Regions from separate parts of the Mus musculus genome. Here region 2 is linked to region 1. A link is a contact called in public HiChIP or PLAC-seq data. All regions are on one chromosome and are shown on one strand. Each heading gives the region's core, a stretch centred on a gene start, on an enhancer-like site or on the middle of the called end of the contact. The rest is flanking DNA. Distances are from core to core; before and after follow the strand shown. Region 1 holds the start of Rpl9 (ribosomal protein L9). Region 2 overlaps Rbm47 (RNA binding motif protein 47).

What was found. HiChIP or PLAC-seq counts read pairs in DNA pulled down with a chosen protein or histone mark.
Region 2: a contact with region 1 is called in an HNF4G HiChIP or PLAC-seq map of pancreatic cancer cells. The contact joins the enhancer-like site here to the promoter of Rpl9 in region 1. A contact is called at or near these places in 2 of 115 datasets of contacts at active chromatin or transcription factors (large pre-B cells and pancreatic cancer cells) and 1 of 9 other capture datasets (liver).

The regions. Positions count from the first base shown.
Region 1 is chr5:65,388,468-65,393,782 of GRCm38.p6, reverse strand. It overlaps Rpl9 (ribosomal protein L9), which reads left to right and starts at 2,352. Exons shown (of 8, transcript NM_011292.2): 1 at 2,352-2,407; 2 at 2,791-2,837; 3 at 2,929-3,044; 4 at 3,300-3,395; 5 at 4,173-4,305; 6 at 4,632-4,712; 7 at 5,104-5,221. The coding sequence starts at 2,792. The coding sequence ends at 5,210. It overlaps Lias (lipoic acid synthetase), which reads right to left and starts at 2,286. Exons shown (of 11, transcript NM_024471.5): 1 at 2,110-2,286; 2 at 1,394-1,563. The coding sequence starts at 2,154.
Region 2 is chr5:66,052,157-66,057,471 of GRCm38.p6, reverse strand. All of the region lies in intron 3 of Rbm47 (RNA binding motif protein 47), which reads left to right. Among named protein-coding and RNA genes, the nearest start is that of Gm40310, 44 kb to the right of the region's middle. Within about 2 kb of position 2,846, at least 36 of the 459 cell types and tissues checked have an H3K27ac peak or open chromatin away from gene starts, as enhancers often do. A contact at or near this core is called in liver and pancreatic cancer cells, where this site is marked.

The DNA.
Region 1 (5,315 bases), core at 1,103-3,602:
TTTAGGAAACCCTGATACCGGAGTCTAAGGGGTGTGATGCTTATACCGACCCTCAAACGTACATTGCTATCCTGTTCTAACTAAAGGACGGATTCGGGTTTGAGCATACTCTTCCCTATGAATGCTACAAATTACTATAGTAAACTCAGGGCAAGCAAGGAACCCAACTGCACACCATTTATCCTGCATTCTAAATTCTAGTCATTAATAAAGGCAGACCGTTTGCTGGTTTCAGTGGTTCACATCTGTGATGCTGTAGGAGGAACAGGAGTTCAAGGTCAAATCTAACTACACAGTGATTTCAAGGCTAGCCCAGACTATATAGATGAAACCCTGATTTAAAAGAAACCAAGAAATGAAAACAACAACAACAACAACAACAAAAAAGACAGGCCTACCCTTTGGAAAGCAAGCTATATCTTTGATTTTCCTTGACTATCCACTTCTGATCTAGAAGCTGTTTGATAAGCATTTTTGAAGACTACGCTGTACACCAGTCTTCTGTTATTATTTGTTTACTGTGTTGCTAGGAATCTGGCATCCAGAGCCTTCTGCCTGCCAGGCAACCTTACGTCATTAAAAAACAATTAAGATAAAGGAATCATAGGCTACATGCAAACAAGTTTGAGCCGGATGTGGAGGTGCACACCTTTAATCCCAGCACCTGGGAGGCAGAGGCAGGCGGATCTCAGTTCTGAGTTTGAGGCCAGTCTGGCCTACATAGAGAGTTCCAGGTTAGCCAAGAACAAATAGTGAGTCCCCATCTCAAACAAACAAACAAAAGAGTAAGTTAGATGATCAATACCCATTAACAATTAAAACTATATGAAGGCATAAATCAATAAAGTAAGCCAGGTGGTGGTTGTGCACACTTTTAATTGCAGCACTCAGGAGGAAGAGGAAAATGGATCTCTGAGTTTGAGGCCAGCTTGGTCTACAGAGAGAAGTCTAGGGCAGTTAGGGCTACATAGGGAAACCATCTCCAAAAACCCAAATAAATAAAATAACTATCAAGAGAAAAACCTATACTTTCTCAATTAGATGCTAGATATAAAATGGGATATGGCAGCATAAAATGGTCATTTTGGAAAGGATGAAGAAATGGCCAAAGGGTACAGAAAAACCTACAAGGCTTGATTAAAAAAGAAAAAAAAAAAAAAAAAAAAAAAAAAAAAAGCACAATGCCAGGCAGTGCATCTTTAATCCCAGCACTTGGGAGGCAGAGGCAGGTGGATTTCTGAGTTCGAGGCCAGCCTGGTCTACAGAGTGAGTTCCAGGACAGCCAGGGCTACACAGAGAAACCCTGTCTCAAAAAATCAAAACCAAAACAAACAAACAAACAAACAAAACCAAACAATGCACAAAGTCAAAGTGGAATCTAATGTTCAATTACCTTTCTCCTTTCTGGCGCTTTAAGTTTCCTTTATATTCATCCCATGTACTCTTGTCTGCAAGATCACCAGATACAAAATCTTGAAGGTCTGGTCCATTATGCAAAAATTCCTTTTTCTTATCTGGCAAAGAACTTAATGCTCTAACCGTGAACGCATATCTTCCAAATATCTACAAAAAGGGTTCAGTACAACATTCACTCAGTAGACTCTGAAATAATTTAGTTTTAACCCATTATAATACCAAAGCTAAAGAAATTGATTCAGAAATTATGTAAAACGATTTAAGAGCTCAAACTACGTAGATCAGAACCTGAAAAAGACTCAAGGTGAAAGAACCGTAAGTCACGGCGGCTCAAACACGTAATGCAGCTCTCAGAGGAGGCAGAGTGAGGAGTCGTCTTTGGTCTAAGAATTTAGTTTCAGGCCAGCCTAGATTACAGAGACCCTGATGCACGCTCAGCCATGACAAATGGGGGAAAAAAGTGGGACGCAGATCAAAGTTAACCGCTAAATATAGGTTAGAAAACCTTAGTGGGTGACTTAACATGCCACGTTTTCATGTCTTCTATTCCTAAAACAGGTACTAAAATATGTTGTCAACAAGTTTGCAATAATTAAGATATGCCACAGCTGTCGGGGCTTTTAAAAAAAGGATATCTGGAACAATTTCCCTAGTTTTGAACTTAGGATAAGCAATGGCGTTCCCGCCGCTCACCCGGGACCCCAGGCTGCGAGCTGTATCCCAGCAGCGTAGAGCCATCCCCCTCTTTTAGGTCTCAGGAGTGTCAAGGGATCGAGGGAACAGCACCCCCGGCACCGGACGCGTCCAACAACTCGTCGCTTGAGTCATGACGCGATACGTCGTCGCCGACCGGCGCGACTCGACTAGCTCGGCAATCGAGTAGTTCCGCCTTAAAGCCGTCGCTCGGGTCGTGACGCGACACGCAGGGCCCTGACGGATTACAAGAACGTGATGACGAAAGACGTTCTCTCTTTGCCCCATCTACTGCGAGGTGAGGAGCTTAGGGACCGGGTGCCCCGGGAATCTGAACCCATCCTCTGTTTGGGGACCCCGGCGGCATGGAGCCGATGCCCCAAGGCTTTGTCCCGACTGTCCCCCAGCACGACGTGCGTCCTTGGGACTTGGTGGCGCGAGCTGGAAGTGGCGTTCGGGCTTTCAGGCCCATCTCGGTCGTAGCCCTTCCGCCATGGCGCACCGAGCCGGGCTTCCTTACTCTTCTCCGGGGCCCCCGGTCCAGTCCTTGTCCCGGACACACCTGGGTCCTTGTTGCCGGCTTTCGTAGCTGGCGATTCCCGTTGGGAGCGGAACGCTGCCGGGTCTCGGGTGTAGAGCGTCCCCCGCCCCAGCCGTCTCACCCGGGTGTCTGTGTTTCAGGATGAAGACCATTCTCAGCAATCAGACTGTGGACATTCCAGAGAATGGTGAGTAGATGGCTCCCCGCCGGCCGCTGACGGCTTTCCTGCATGCTCTAAACCCCGGCCTATGGTCTCACCAGTTCACTTTCTCGTTTAGTCGAAATCACTCTGAAGGGGCGCACAGTCATTGTGAAGGGCCCCAGGGGGACTCTGCGGAGGGACTTCAATCACATCAACGTGGAGCTGAGTCTTCTTGGGAAGAAGAAGAAAAGGGTAAGAACTTGTGTCTTCCGATGCTTCGGGTGCTTGCTTGTAACAAAACCCGGTAACCGATGTTAATCCCCCACCCCATGCGTGGCCGAGTGGGTTACTCGGACTCAGTTCTTTTATGAGTGAACTTGGGTGTGTGTGTGTCGTCCCTCTGGTGTCCTGTGCGTGTGACATACGGTGCATTTGTACATGGCTTTGCGTGCTAGTACTCGCCAGCTAAAAGTGCTGTGTTTTAATTCTAAAGTTGTTGTGTTTCAGCTCCGGGTTGACAAATGGTGGGGTAACAGAAAGGAACTGGCCACCGTCAGGACCATCTGCAGTCATGTTCAGAACATGATCAAGGGTGTCACGCTGGTAAGTCAGCCCTCCACTCTGCCCTTTAACCCTTTGGAAGAGGTTCCTTGGGTGTGTATAAATGTCTAGGGCCAGGATGGACTGTACTTCTACAAAGGAGGCACTTTCAGATATTGGGGGTGGGTTAGCACAGATCAGACCCAGGAATTTGCTGGGCAGGCTCCTTTACTTCTGTTTCAGGGGTTTTGTTTGTTGGTAGATACATATAGTGGAGATTGCTGGCTGGTATGTTTGGGACTCAATGGATAGAAAAGACAGCCAGAGTTATACTCTGTCTCAAAAAAACAAACAAAAAGATCTGACTTGTGCATCTCTGAAGTTACTGTTCTAGATCCTTTCTCCCAAAACAGTTAATGCTGAAGAGGTGTTGTTTTATAAACACAAGCTGTACTTTGTATACCTATTGGATCGTGTTACCCTGTTGCTCCTGGGGAGGACTGGGCCTTTTGTTTAGTCTGGAGTCACTTATTATCTGGTGGTGTCTGTAGTAACTCCACAGATGCCTAATGCCAAAAATGAGGATCTTATGCCCTCAAAGGATGAGATAGTAAAAGAAAGCTTCCTCCTGGAGCTTTGGGAAGATGTTGCAACTTGCATATGGTGGGTAGAGTGCGTGTGTTAAATTTCCACGACATGACAAAAGCACCTTAGGGCATTTAGAGCTGACTCTAAATTCAGCCTGGGGAAACTGAAGAAGAGGAATCTCAAAATCTAGGCCAGCTGAACCGAAAACTTTGAGTTTGTTCAGGATGGCTCACAGTTGCTTGTTTGATGCAGGGCTTCCGATACAAGATGCGGTCTGTGTACGCTCACTTCCCCATCAACGTCGTCATCCAGGAGAATGGCTCTTTGGTTGAAATCCGAAATTTCTTGGGTGAAAAATACATCCGCAGGGTTCGGATGAGGACAGGTGTGTGTGGGCCTTGAGGGATGATGGGAACTTGCTACAGTTCTTTGTCCTTGGGTCTGGATGGAGCCTTGGTGTTCGGGTGTGGTGAAGACTGTTGGGTGGTCCTGAGCTTGAGGTTTTCCTGAAGAGGGAGTATGCTGAAATAGTTGTAGGATGCATCAGCCTTTTGTGGGATCTGGGAGTCACATTTGTCATCTGAGATGACAGGAGGTTCAATTCCAACCCTAAAGTCTTAGAGAACTTGATTGGTTGCTTGGGGTTTTAAATGGAGTTGTATTGGTGAGATGTCTCTCCTGTTAACGCTGTTGAATACACACCTCTTTCAGGTGTGGCTTGTTCTGTCTCTCAAGCCCAGAAGGATGAGTTAATCCTTGAAGGAAATGACATTGAACTTGTTTCAAATTCAGGTGTGTATATTTGTCATAACAGACAGTAACATTTTATCTGAGCCTTGAGGTTGAATGTGTGTCTGATTTCTGTTTCCAAACTTCTGAGAAACAGGAAGAAATCCATTGTGGATCTGTTGTGTAGGTATTTGTATGCTGTGCTTTGTATCATGAGTACAAAATGGTTGTGTGTGCTCTGCTCGTAGATGTTCAAATTGGGTGGCACATGGCTGGCTTGGTTGGGAAAGTATTATTCGTTTTTATGTCTATATTGGGGTGTGTATGCCACTGCTCAGATGAGATCCAAGGACAGTGAAGGAGCCCCTCCTGTGTAGGCTTGAGGGATTGAGTTCTAGTTAGTTGGGCTTGTATGAGATGAATTTGGCTATGTACTTTTTTGTGTCCTGTGTAGCTGCCCTGATTCAGCAAGCCACAACAGTTAAAAACAAGGATATCAGGAAGTTTTTGGACGGCATCTATGTGTCTGAGAAGGGAACTGTGCAGCAGGCTGACGAGTGAGGAGGCCTCAGGTGGGTGCCCATGTCTGCAGCTGACTGCTTCGGATGAGCACAGTGTGATTAAAAAGGATTAAAAGAACTTTCTGAGCAGGAATATTGGCAGAAG
Region 2 (5,315 bases), core at 1,597-4,096, 660 kb before region 1:
TGAGCAAGGGAGGGAACTTCTGGGTTGTTTTTTGTTTTCCTGGGGGTTTTTTGGTTGGTTGGTTGGTTTTGTTTGTTTGTTTGTTTGTTTGTTTTTTATTGTTTGAGTTTATTAAGGCCAACTTTGTTCAAAGCCACAGCATGAAGATTTCACTTATTTTCATGTTGAAGGCAGGCTATAATTGCCATCATAATTACTGCTTTTAAGTCTTGTGTGAAAAGCTAGCTCTTAGCTCCCAACTCTTCTGTTTTTTAAAGCCAGGGCTCTGCACATGCGGACTAAGCACTTCTACACCCCTCCCCTTGAAGGGCCCCTACACTCAGGCCTTACCCATATATCCTGAAACTCACCACCCTCTGGTGCTTTTAGGACAGCGTTTATTAGAAGAGCATTTTCATTTACTCACATATGTACACACATTCTTATGAAAAAACCCCAGACCTAAAATACTAATGTTCAAAACGTGCTGTAAACACAGGAATTTTTTTTCTTACACTTATTTTTTAAAGATGTATTCTCATTTACATGCATGGCTGTTTTGCCTGCATGTATGTCTTTTGCACCTTGTGCTTGCAGTGCCCACAGGAGCCAGAAGGGGGCATCAGATCTTCTGGAGCTCAGGGTATGGAGGGTGAACCTCCATGTGGATACGGAGAACTTAACCCTGGTCTTCTCCAAGAATAGCAAGTATGTGTGCTTACCTTCTGGGCCAGAGAAGAGCGCTCAGCAGGTAAAGGTTCCTGCCCCCAAACCTGCTAACCTGTGTTTGATTCCGGGAGCCCACCTGGTGAAAGCAAATAAGCACCTGTCCTCTGATCCCATGCTCACTGAGACACATGAGACACCCTAAATAAACACATAGCTTTAAAAAATGTTACTGGGTCCTGTTAAATTAAGGAATTTAAATTTGTCCTTTAAAAATTATATATAGATCAGGCTGGCCTCAAACTCAGATCTGCCTGCCTCTGCCTCCCAAGTGCTGAGACTAAAGGTGTGCATTACCACGCCCACCCCTCTAGCTTAAAATATATAATTTTTAAAATACTGGCTTACACACTATGGATTCTTTAGTTTTGCTTCAATTAGCCTAAGAGTTTGGTTTCATGTAATATTTAACAATTTACAATCTTAGATTTTTTTTTTATTTCTAGTCTTTATTAAGTCACTAATATTTCTCAGTATTGATCATTTTATTTAGAAGCAATAAAACCTTCCTTTATAAAATATGGATAGAAGACTGGAAACACATTTGCCCCTCTGGTCTTTTGACAGTCTAAAAAATCATATAATTCAGTGACGTGAACCAAGGGAAAACACAGTGTTGTTTGTTGGTATTTTGGGATACACCCTTGTGTGCCTCAGGCTGGCCTTGAACTGGCTACGTAGTTAAAGATGACCTTGAACTCCTAGCCAGCACTGGGATTGCCGAGGTGCATCAGCAAACCTGGCTTCCCTATTCCCATCTTGGGGTTCAACCCAGGGCTTGAACATAGTAGGCACACACACAACCACTGCTCTGTGCCCCAGCCTGAAATGTTACGTTAGGAGGCTGGCAGGTTTTCATTTCTCTTTAGGCTTTGAAGCTTACTTTCACACTCATTCAGAGAGTATTGGGTATCACATGGTGTGAAGACTCTCTCTCTCTCTCTCTCTCTCTCTCTCTCTCTCTCTCACACACACACACACACACACACAAACCTCAATTTCTCTCCCCCCTCCCCCCGATTTCCTAACTCTTACTTGCAGAGCCATCTTGGCTGAGGGTCTGCCTCAGGTGAGAGATGGAGTGTGTTTACCCCAAAGTGCTATGGATCTTCCTTGTCTTTAGTACCATGATGCTCGTTTTACCAAACTCTCTGCCTGTGCCGCCCACTGCTTGTCCCAGCTTCTAACAGGTGAATCTATTTCAGCTTCAAATGAATAAACATGCTCACATGGGATTTTTGCCTATTTTTATCATATTTATAAATTTGGTTTTTGGGGAGCTGGAAACGGCTCGGCGGTTAAGAGCACTGACTGCTCTTCCAGAGGTCCTGAGTTCAATTCCCAGCAACCACATAGTGACTCACAGCCATCTGTAATGGGAATCCAATGCCCTCTTCTGGTGTGTTTGAGGATAGCTACAGTGTATTTACAGTATACATAAAAATAAATAAATCTTTTTAAAATTTTTGGGTTTTGGTAGTGTTTGGATGAGAGTGTGCCCAGTAATTCAAGTTACCTAGCCTAGATATGACACAAGGGGAAAGTAACATTTTCTAAAAATTCAGTATTTCCAAGAAATTGTGGCAACACCATACTTTTCTTTAAGACTTTTGAGGCAGTTTTACTAGGTATGTTATACTGGCCTTGTGACTGTTGTTGAACCTCCAAGTGCAATCTCCCATATTCTGGGATTAGAACTGTCACCCTTTCTAATAATTCACAGTGTGTAATGATGTCTCACAGTGTCACTTTTTAGTATTTTCTATTTGCCAGAAGACTTTGGGCTCACTTAAATGTGTTTATTTAACCCCCACAACATCTCACATGAAGTAGGAATTACTACATTTCTTATTTATATTAAGCAGTGGTTCAATAGCAGTGGGCACCCACATGATTCTCTGAGATGATTGGTAAGAAAATCATTCATTTAATTTTAGCCACGATTAAAATATTTCTGTCAAATTTCCTTTCTATGCAATGCAGTGTCTTCTTGGGGCTTCCCCAGTCATCTATTAGAATAGGTTTTGCACTAAAATCTTTGTAAGGCTACAAAGCATTTCCCCAGGACAGCTATGGCCCCTCCCTGCTTTCTGAGCCACGCCTTCAAATTCATTCCAGGTGTCCTTAGCAAATGACTCCCAAGGCTCAAAGCCATTGGCCAATGCCGAGCCAGGAGCCACGTAGGGCAGAGTCACGCTGTTCCTGGGGTTAGGGGCAAAGGTTGCTGAAGCCAAGCCGGGCTGTGGTCGCAATTAGCCTGCACATCCAGATCGAAGCCTGGAAAGGTAGGGAAATCTTATTTATTCTTATTTATCCTCATTGAGGTGTGGAGAATGGTTGTGTTTGGTTAAGGCATTAAGCGTCGGTCCATCTGTTTTGGTTTTTTGTTTTAATTAAAAGTGGTGTATACGTCTATAAGTTCTTGAGAATTTTAAACACTTCTCTACTTACCTTGCCTCCTGTTCTCTAGTGATGGGTGGGCTTTTTTTTTAAAGATGTTGCTTAGTCTTACAGCTTTCCACTGCGCTTACTTAAAAAATTCTTACATTTAAGCGATACAGTATAAGCAAGGATTTGTCGATGGTGTCGCAAAAGCAGTCTTTAGAGGAGAAAATGTGATAACTAAAATAAGTTAGGAATCAGCAGTCTGATGATACGTGAAACTGGAGCCTTGGTATTTCCTCTTGGGTACTCTACTTTGAGACATTCTTTTTCAAACCGACGATAGTTTTAAGAAATGGATCTAACCACAGGCACTATGCTCTTGACTATAACTATAATACTTTTTAGGACAACTTTCCACGCTCTGTTCTAATATTAACCACAACAACCAGAAAGCAGAGTGTCTTTCTCACCTATCTACTTAAAAATGAAGCGATTTGCATAGCAGTAGAAGCTGAACATCAAGCGGAGCATCTCTCTGTCTTAGGAGCCCTCCTCCATCATGGTGGGAGATGGCTGCCATCAGTCAGTGTGGGCACAGAGCGTTAGACGCGTCTGTCTGTCAGTCCATGCGTCGTCAGCCTGTAGTGTCAGCCGGCTCTCACAGCTACTCACCTGAGCATTCTCTTGTCAGTGTCAAAGGTAAACGTGCCTGTAATGTCTGTAACTAGTTTGCTGCTTTGTTCCGAAAATGGCTCAGCATGGGTTTGTATTCTGTAACAGAATAGACTGGACATTTATTTAAGGGCTGAGAGATGGTAGTGTTGGATAAAAATATTACATCAAAAGCATTTAGTATTTGGTATTTTTATCTGATTTGTAAAGAGAATGTTACTGTGGTTATCACCGGATATTAAGGGTGTATGCGCGCTTATGTGGTGTGTGTGTGTGCGTGTGTGTGTGTATGTGTGTGTGTGTGCGTGTGTGTGTGTGTGCCACAGTGTACTGTATAGGTCTGAGGACAACTTGTGTGGAGTTGGTTCTCTCCGGCCTTTACCTGGCTGTGGGGATCCAGCCAGGTTGTCAGGGTGGCCCAGTGAGCGCTTTACTGACTAAGCCTTCTTTCCGGCACCCTTGCCCTCTTCTTAGTTTTCATCCTGAAATATCCTGCTTTTACTAGATGTGTCCAAACTGTCTTTTTTTCTTCCTGAAGCTCGCTCTCAATGGCACCTTCAATGACTGGTCTCTCGATCTGCGGATTGTGCTTTCGGGCGGAGCAACGGCCACGGTGTTAACTATTTACCTGGCCTGGGAGAATAATTACTAACCACCATCTCGATGTTTCTCAACTCCAAGCTGAGGTTCAAAGGTTCACATGAACCTTGCGGATCAGAGGTCAGACTCAAATTGCTGCAATTTGTTGCTGAATTCTGCCGATATGACAGAAATTCACAGCTATGAGGATTGCTGGATCCACTCCTGCACACAGACCAGGCGGGGCAGTTAATACTGTCATTTGTACAAGTCAGCCTTTGGCACCCAAGTTTAATAAGTAACCAGCTGGTGCCTTAGGTTTCACTGGTACAAGGTGCACGTTATAAAAAGGGTCAGATGTCACTGGGCAAAGATGAAGGCAGTGAGGAGTGGCCATCTCATGGCTACCACCCATGAACTAACTATACACAAAGATCCAGTAGTCTGTTTAGTTCATATTTCTACGGTGTAAATTTCAACATACATTCATTTTCTTGGTCTTAAAGAGATGTGTCCTTTTGTAAAAATGTTAGTAAGAAAGAGCTATCTGATTAGGGATCGTTAGCCAAGAAGTAGACTCCAAAGCTGCACGCTTCACTAATCATTTCACGGGGTCTTTGATTTCTCAAAAACTTTCCAAAATTAGATGGCTTTTTAAGAATGTAGGGGCTAAGCGGCAGTGACTCAGACCATGTGATTCCAGCCTCAGAAAACTGAGGCATGAAGATTGCTGAGTTTGGGGTCAGCCTGGGCTACTGGGTGATGCCCTGCCTTTTTTTTTTTTTTTTTTAAAGAGGAATGGGTTGTTTTGCCTTGGTCTTTTCGAGGTTACAGTGGCAATTGATTGTTGCTGTGGGCCTGTGGATAGGACACAGACCTTGGTGTATGATGGAGCCAAGCTGCTTCCCTCATAACCAAGAAGTACAAAAATCAGGCTCTAGGACCCACATCTCTGTCTAGTCACTCTTGAGCAA